Regions from separate parts of the Mus musculus genome. Here region 1 is linked to region 2. A link is a contact called in public HiChIP or PLAC-seq data. All regions are on one chromosome and are shown on one strand. The core of a region is the stretch at or near the end of the contact, and the rest is flanking DNA. Distances in the headings are between cores, read along the strand shown. Region 1 has its middle 22 kb from the start of Adam11. Region 2 holds the start of Gjc1 (gap junction protein, gamma 1).

Region 1 (4,075 bases), core at 814-3,313, 80 kb after region 2:
TTGCACTTGGATGCACTTCTGTCTCCGGAGAGATCCAAGGCCTGAGCCCTGGAACTAGGCGGGGGCAACCGAAGCTGAGCCTGCTTCCTGCCACAGAGAAGCGAGCAGATGCTGCCTCCGAGGGAGCCGTGGGGAAGTGTTTATAGAGGGAGGGATTGCAATTAGACGAGGGAAAGCTACCACACTGACCTTTCCGTGTTCTTGACTCTGTTCCTGGACGTGTTCCCTCAAGGGAAGGGAAAAATAGGTTAAAGGATGTGAGGAAGCTGTGGGGGGCAAGGAACTGGGCCCCAGCAGGGCGAGCCGCTTCAAGACCGCCTCCCTTTTCTTCCTGCTGTTGGGAGGGCTGCGGAAGCTGGGCTCTCAGGCTGGGAGCTGGGGCGATCCTGGCAGGGCCTCCCGGGGCTATGATGAAAGTGGGCCCTCTGATGATCCTGGGGTCTCACTCCAGAAGAAGGAAAGCAGAGCAGAGCAAAAATGCCTTGAGGTTACCCGGGCCCAGGTGGGAACTGGCGCTGTGCTACGGTGAGGAGAGTGAGCCCAGAGAAACTAAAACTGTCAAGACCCCTCCACCCACTAGCGCATGACAGCTTTTTTTTTTTTTTTTTTTTTTCAAAACAGGGTGTCTCAGAACTCACTCTGTAGACAGGTCGGCCTTGAACTCACAGACATCCATGCGTCTGTCTCTGCCTCCTGAGTGCTGGGACTAAAGACATGCGCCACCATGTTCAGTGAAAGCTTTTTTTATGTTCTAGATGCTCCTGCCAATCCAGACTACTTTCTAGGACCAGGGTGAAGACACAGCACATTTGATTCCCAGTGCCTATTACGTGAGGCGAAACCAATATTGAAATCAAGATGGCTCAGCTGTTAAGTGTGTAACTGCTCTCGCAGAGTCAGTTCCCAGAACCCACACCGGGCAACTCACATCTGCATGTAACTCTAGCTCCCCCCGCCCCCCCCCCCCCCGCGGTCTTGTGACCTCTGACCTTCTACAGCACCTGCACGCATGCGCACATACCTACAGATGCATCATAAACATGAAAAATAAATCTCAAAAAACAAAATGGAAAAAATACAGAAGACCTGGGGAGTAGCACACAGATAACAAAACTCATCTCCAGAATTCCAAAAGGATTGTATTGTATTAAAGCAAAGGAAAAAATGTATTTTCATTTTTTTGTTTGTTTGTTTATTTGTTTTGGGATTCAAACTCAGGGTTTGGTGTGTGTTAGCAAGCACTCTGAGCAAAAACCTGAGCCTAGGAGGGGAGGAGGTCTTATTCATTCGTTTTCAAATTGTGTTTAAAGTCCTGGGAGACCCGATGACTGCTTCTATTAGGAAGAGCCCAGGGACTAAGGAACAGAATTTGGGGGCAATCCTGTCTATTGTATATCTTACCAAATTCTGAATTTAAATCTATTAAGCAGAAGCAAGTACCCCCACCCCACCCCACATTCAAACTCCTAGGCCAGGGCTGTGGAAAGGCGTCAGGCAAGTCCTGCAGTCTGTCTGGATGTGGTCTGAGATTGGACCACACACAGATCTGAAGGTTGAGTTCTTCTTCTCAGTTCAGCTTGATAAAGACATCGTGGCCTTCAATGAGCCTTGGCTCTCTTTTTTTTTATCTTTATTTAATTAGCCATTTCAGTTTTTTCCTGCTACTGAAGATTGAACTTGGGCCCTCGTGTCTGCTAGGCAAGCACTCTACCACTGAGCCATGTACCCCACCAAAGCCTGAGCTATCTATGGGGATGCGCATGGTTCTAAGCCCAGAAAAGAAGGAAAAGCCAAGGAAGCATTTGGGAGAGGACTGTGGTGAGATGCTACAGTCCCCCTCCTCCACCGTGCAATCTGTAGATTCATTCCCAGGCCAAGAGCTGCTCCTGGCCAGCAAGCCAGGAACATTTGCATATTTTATCGGGGCCAGGACAGCCCGCAGGCAGCCCCTGGCCCAGGCCACAGTGAACGCTTGAGCACTGTGACTGAGCCACAGCGGGGAGATAGGGCTGTGCAGAACTACGGACGCTAAGCATTCGTGTAGCTGAAGAGCTGAATGGACAGGAAGCACCAGTTTGGGTGGGTGACAGAATGACCAGAGTTGTCACAGGCTGCCCTGAGAAGCATCTGCTGCCCCCTGGAGCAGAATGACCTAGCTGCGGCTTTCATTCTTGCGCCTTTTTACACAAAAGACTGAAGCACAGCTGCTACACGTGCGTCTGCAGAGAAGACACGGGGGCTACGGGAAGGCTTCCGTCATCTACCACCTACGGAAGCTTTTGGTACCTAGCCCGGCTGCTACATCATACCAGCCTTGTCTGCCACCTTGTGGTTAAATGTCACCTCTGCATTTAGTGACAACAGGTAAGCACCTTGTTCTCGATCCCACAGAAAGCCGGTTTAATGCTCTTGAATAGCGATGAGTACACGTCCATTTTGGACTCCCCAAGGAGTGTAAACTACAACCAGGGTGGTACCTGTGGGAGAGGCCTGTGTCCCCGGGTGGAAGACCCATCGGGCGCCTAGGTCAAGTCAGAGAGAGCAGACTACAGTGAGATGAAGTCTCCTCTTGCCAGATCAGGAAATTCTTTTACAATCTCTTGGATCCTTGGAAGATCTTGACACACCCAGGGGCTATCCCATCTGGATCAAGCCCCTAAAATAGAGTAGGGGAAACCCCAGGCAGAGAGGAGCAGGGTGTAAGATCTCTTGCCGCCAGCTGATTCTATAACAACAGTTCTAGGGTAAACGTATCCCAACAGCAAGCAGCTCTTTTAGAGTGTGAGGACACACACACACACACACACACACAATTGACAATTAAGTCAAACTGGGCTGGACTATGGGCCTTGATGCTCTGTCTGGAGACTGTGAAAGTTAGCATGACTCTTTGTCATTCCCCCAGCAGGGCAGAGCTATATGAAGATTAGGTGAATCCTAGCACAGAATAAACCCCCTAAAGAGTGGCCAGCAGCTTCAGGATTACTTCCTCGTTTTTAAGATGGGGCCATAACAACCATTAAGTTAGCTGGGGAATAGCTGTTCTGTATTAATTAAAATGTTCCTGGTCCTTGCCTAATCCTTCAGCCACAGCCCACACTTTGGCTATTTGCTACTCTGCCTTTCCACAACCTCCCATCCTACAGAGCAGTGGAATAATTGAACATTTCCGTCTTAAGGAAGCCTACAGGACCACCACTCCTCTAGAAGGTGACATTCCTACTCAAGGCCACCAAGCTCTACTCCACAGGACCTGGGGACCCTCACTCCCCAGGGTCAGGCTTTGGTCTGGAGGCTGCTGCTCCCTCAGCCTTCTCTACTGCTGTTTCCTTGAAGTGGCATAGCAGAGACTTGAGGCCAGAGCATGACGGGCACCGGTACTCATTGCTTGGGGAGCCCTTGGCCATCTAAGGGGGACCTACTAGGAAGGCACAGGACCCCCTGGAGGGGCAGAGCCTGGAGACTCCACCTCAGCCTCTAGGAAAGCACACCCCAGCCTCCACACAGGTCAACCAGGCCAAGATGGGGTAGACTGTTAATGAGACTTCCTATTTCTTCCAGTTACTCTGAGAGTGCCCTCTAAGGATGGTCTCTGCAAGGAAGGCTGTGTGCACACCACAAACTCACGCAGTGAATACCAGGAAGCTATGCTGGCAGCACCATCTCCCTTATCCAACCGGGGTCCTAATCATGTATGTGTGTGTGTATGTGTGGTATATATATATTCATATATGTGTGTGTATGACATATACATGAACATACACATACATGTATGTATATGTGAGTATGTTCATGCATGTATATATACATGTGTGTATATATGTATGTTCATGTATGTTATATATCATTTCGTGTGTGTGTATATATATATATATATATATATATATATATATATGTACTTATTTTTTAATGTGGAACTTACTGTGATACTCAGATTGGCCTTGAACTTCTAGGCTGAAACAGTCCTCCTGCTTTAGCTTTAGTTGGGATTTCAGACTTATGGCCTCTGCGCCCCGTTATATGCATCTGGGCTTTACTTTAATGATTCTTCTCTTGCCATTTAACTTTAAGGGCC
Region 2 (4,090 bases), core at 1,102-3,601:
AAAAATAAAACCTGTTACAGCCCAACATGCCAACTAGACCCACGTGTGTTCCTAGTCTAGATCAAGCACAGAACTAGCCCCGCCCCCAAATCCCACCACGCCCCTTTCAGGGCACTGTTCTGCATAGCAGGTAACTTCAATTCTCACTTAGCAGCATAGACTCCTTTTGCCCGTTTTCAAACTATATATAAACGGAAACTCCTTATGAGGTTATATGATTCAGCTTGGTTTATTCTCAGTGATGTACATTCTACCATTGTATGATTATAGTAGTGTTTATCTGTTCTGTGGCTGATGGGTAATTAGAGTTTTTTTTTTTTTTCTTTTTGGCTGTTAAACTATCCCACACATATTTTGGTGAACACCTGTAGGCATTTCTGTAGAAGTTAGTCAAATGATGTCTTTTTTCTCTTAGAGGAGGGGGGCCAGAATTAAACCCAAGACCATATGCATCCTGGGTAAGAGCTCCACTGAGCTATGCCCCAGCCCCAACAGGTTTTTCTCATTCATATTCTCATGTATTTAAAAGTTCTTCACATTTGCCACTAGAAGAACTAGAGAAGTCATGTTGGGAAAGGCTGGCTGGGGAGAACTTTTGATACTCAGAGGCCAAGCCGTTTAAGGAACGGAAAAGGCTCAAGCAGCTGAGCGGGAGGGTGTAGGTTCTCAATAAACCAAATGTGGATCAGAAATGGCTATCCCATAAAACCAGAGGCTCATGGTTGGCCATGGTGTCCCTTACCTCTACTCCTAGCACTTAGGAGGTAAGAGCTGGGGAATCCCTCTGAGTTCCTGAGCAGTCTGATCTACATAACAAGCTCTAGGACAGCCAAGGTGACCCCATCTCAAAAAACAAAGAAGCAAACAAAAATAAAGGTTCAGAGCACAGCACAGTGGGGGTGGTGTCTGCCTTAGACCCCGCCTCCTGAGACAAAGGCAGGAGCATCAAGACTTCAAAGCTAGCTCTCAGCCACAGGTCGAGTCTGAGATCAGCCTGTGCTATAATGGGACTTCGTTTCATAAAAAATCAAACAAAATATCAAAAATGAAACATGAGGCTCAAAGTGAGCACATTCTTTGATTTTTAGAGAGAAGCCAAAAAAAAAAAAAAAAAAAAAGGATTTAAAAATTTGGGCACTTTCCTAAAAAAAAAAAAAAAAAAAACCACACACATCATAGCAACCAAACAAAATTTCGGAGGGTGTGGGTAGGCAATGGACCATCCCTTTTCATCCCAACCTGTGACCTAGCTTCGGGAGAAATTTGATCCACAAGTCGCCTCACTTGTTAGTGTTTAATTTCATCCCTGTCCAGGGGCAAAACTTTTAAAAAGCCTATCCATTTGTAATTCTAGAGTACAGGAATGGCCCTCCCCTCCCATCTCTTTGGTAAACTGCCTTTCACCACCCAGTCTCAATCTCGTTAAAGTATTTAGGGGAATTTCTCGTTTCTTTTTTAATAAAGATTTATTTTTTATTATTTTTAATTATGTGTCTCTGGGTCTATGTGTAGGTATGTGCACATCGATATAGGTGCCCCGAGAGAGTCGGATCCTCCAGAGGCTGGAGTTACAGGTGGTTGTGAACCACACAACGTGGGTGTAGAAGATTCTCTGCAACAGTAGTACAAACTGCATAGCCGCTGAGCCGTCTCTCCCGCTAGTTTTCCTTTTCTTAACCCGCAGTTTCGGCCAGGGGAATTCCTGTCCATGTGCATTTCAAGTCTTGTAATTGGGATCCCGCTGGGATGCAAGGAGTTAAGAGGAAATGGCCTATTAGGGTCTTACTAATCCGAGAAATCCAGGACCTCAAAACTATGCAGAACGCCTGTAAAAACCATGATTCCACCAGGCGGGGATGGTTGGCCGAGAAGCCCCGGAGGTTTTTCGAGCAACTGCAGAGCAGAGCCTAGAACGGCCATGAGCATCCCGAGATCCGCTGGACCAAGGCCCTGACCTAGCGCACGAGATAACGGTGGAGCTCTGCGGTCCGACCCTGGAAACTCAGGTGAGGCGTGTCTCCATCACGCTGTCACTGGCCGGCTCCTCCGGGGAATCACGCCACAGGAAATGAGCCCGCGGCGCTCGAAGTCAGCCGCCCACCGGGGCTCCCCGCGCAGGGGTCCTCCCGCCACCGCGCGCCCCGCCGCGTACGGGACCGCCCGGGAACGCGCGCGGCCGGTCACGGAAAGTTGGCGCCGGCGCGGGGCCGCGCGCTCCGGGCGCCCCCTCCCACTCGAGGCGCACGTGCAGCCGCGCCCCCGCTCCCAGGCCGAGACGGGACGCCCCCACCCCCACCGCGGCACGCAGTGCGCAGGCGCCTCCCCGCGGGTCCCGGCGGCGGGAGCGGGAGAGAGGGAGGCGGCGGGCGCGGCCGGAGCGGCTTCAGCCTCGGCTTGAAGGCTGAGGCGAAGGAGGCGGCGGCGGTGGCGGCGGCGGCGAGGCGGCGAAGGTGATGGCGACGCGGGGCCCATGAGGCGGCGGCCGGCGGGACGGGCCGAGGCCCGGCGGAGGAGGCGGCTTCGGGGGCGCCCACCGCCGGGTGAGCGGCGGCTTGAGGGGCCCCGGGCCGGGCGCGGCCGGGCGAACTCTGAGGCGCCTCGAAAGCGGCGGCGGCGGCGGGCCGGGTTCCTGGGGGCGGCAGGGCGGGAAGGAGCGCCCGCCGAGCCCCGAGGGGCGTCGCCACCCGCGTCCCGCCGCCGGCGCGCCCGCCCTCTTTGTCCCCAGGCGCGCGGTTCCCAAATTGGGAGGGAAACGGCTCGGGCGGGCCGGGAGCGGGCGGCGGTGCTCCCGCAACTCCTCGGGGCGGTTGGGGGACCCGGCCGGGCTGGCGCTGGGCGGGCTCGTCTTTGTCTGACGGCCTGGGCCGCTCTTCGGCGGCGTGCTGCGGGCTCCGGCGGGTCCTCTGTCCCCCTCGGAGGTTTCTTTTTCCCCCCTTTTTTACTGGAGGTTTGGTTCGAGCGCTGCGGAGCGGGAGAGGGGCTGGCGGGAGGACCCGGCCCGTCGCCTCTTGCTGGACGCCTTTTCTTTACTTGAGATGACTTTATTCTCACTTCGGAAAACTTTGGAGCTCTGCTGTGGCCTTTTTTTTTTTTTTTTTAATTGTTCTTCGTTGAGTCTCCAGATTGAAAATAGAGAGGAGGCGCTAATGCTGTGATTGGGCTGGCTGCCGCGTTTGGAGTTTCGAGTTGAAAAGATTTACATGACCCATGTTTAGAATTTGGGGTCCTCCCCCGCCGGTCCCCGCTTTGCGGATTATTTGGGATTGCTTTTCTTTTGCGAAGTGGGATGAGTTTGGTTTTTGTCATTTGAAGACATTTTCCTTTTGGTCCTCGGGGACTGGCAACGCCACAGATTTCATTGTGCTCGGGCTTTATTTTGTTCTCGTCCACACTAGGTGCAATCGAGGAACTCAAGGTAGACCAAATTCTGGATAAGTTATCTTGTATGTGTCTTAAGTCTAAAAGTTATTGCTTTTGTTGTGCACCCTTACAAGTGGATATATGTGAAAGCGCTGTACAAAAAGCCTTGTAAACGAAAGACTTTAGTTCTGTTAGGCAGAAATCATTTTGTCTGTAGTACATGAGTAACTGTAGGAAGAGGATTAATAATGTAATTTGGGGATTAATCCTTCCCCCTTGTAAACAGTTTGCAGGTATTTTTCAGAGCAAAAAATGCAAAACAAAGAGAAACAAAAAAGGCCCCACGAATTTGATTGCTTAGCTTGTAACTAAATTAATTGTGAGTTTTTGTTAAAAATTGCAGGTTTTGTTTGGGGCCAGCAGGATTTATTTGCAGCTACTTTGAGTTTCTTAAGGGCTGTGTAATGGCAGAATGAAAGGAATTAGAACAGTCTTCGGGGTAAAGGGTAAAACGATTTGTGATGCCAGATCTTCGGGTGCAGAGTAGGCAAAGGGCGTTTTGGAGAGAAAACTGGCATTATAAGTTCTGCAAATGTGTTCTGATGTGTTATGGTTCCAAAACATTGGTTTCATCCTATTAGTTCTGTTCCTTTGCTAAAGAATGGATGAGGAGGTATTGAATACTGGCTCACATACAAGCAGTAAATTCTTGTTTTACAAAGTCTGGAGT

The links. HiChIP or PLAC-seq counts read pairs in DNA pulled down with a chosen protein or histone mark.
Region 1: an H3K4me3 HiChIP or PLAC-seq map of forebrain shows a contact between it and region 2, with 3 times the contacts expected there. The contact joins the enhancer-like site here to the promoter of Gjc1 in region 2. A contact is called at or near these places in 3 of 39 promoter capture datasets (the HPC-7 cell line, cranial neural crest and liver), 1 of 484 Hi-C or Micro-C datasets (cerebellum), 4 of 115 datasets of contacts at active chromatin or transcription factors (embryonic stem cells, forebrain and pancreatic cancer cells) and 2 of 9 other capture datasets (adipose tissue and liver).

The regions. Positions count from the first base shown.
Region 1 is chr11:102,737,614-102,741,688 of GRCm38.p6, reverse strand. It overlaps the pseudogene Gm39501. Among named protein-coding and RNA genes, the nearest start is that of Adam11, 22 kb to the left of the region's middle. Within about 2 kb of position 2,063, at least 60 of the 459 cell types and tissues checked have an H3K27ac peak or open chromatin away from gene starts, as enhancers often do. A contact at or near this core is called in the HPC-7 cell line, cerebellum and forebrain, where this site is marked.
Region 2 is chr11:102,817,420-102,821,509 of GRCm38.p6, reverse strand. Gjc1 (gap junction protein, gamma 1) reads left to right here and starts at 2,351. Exons shown (of 3, transcript NM_001159382.1): 1 at 2,351-2,540.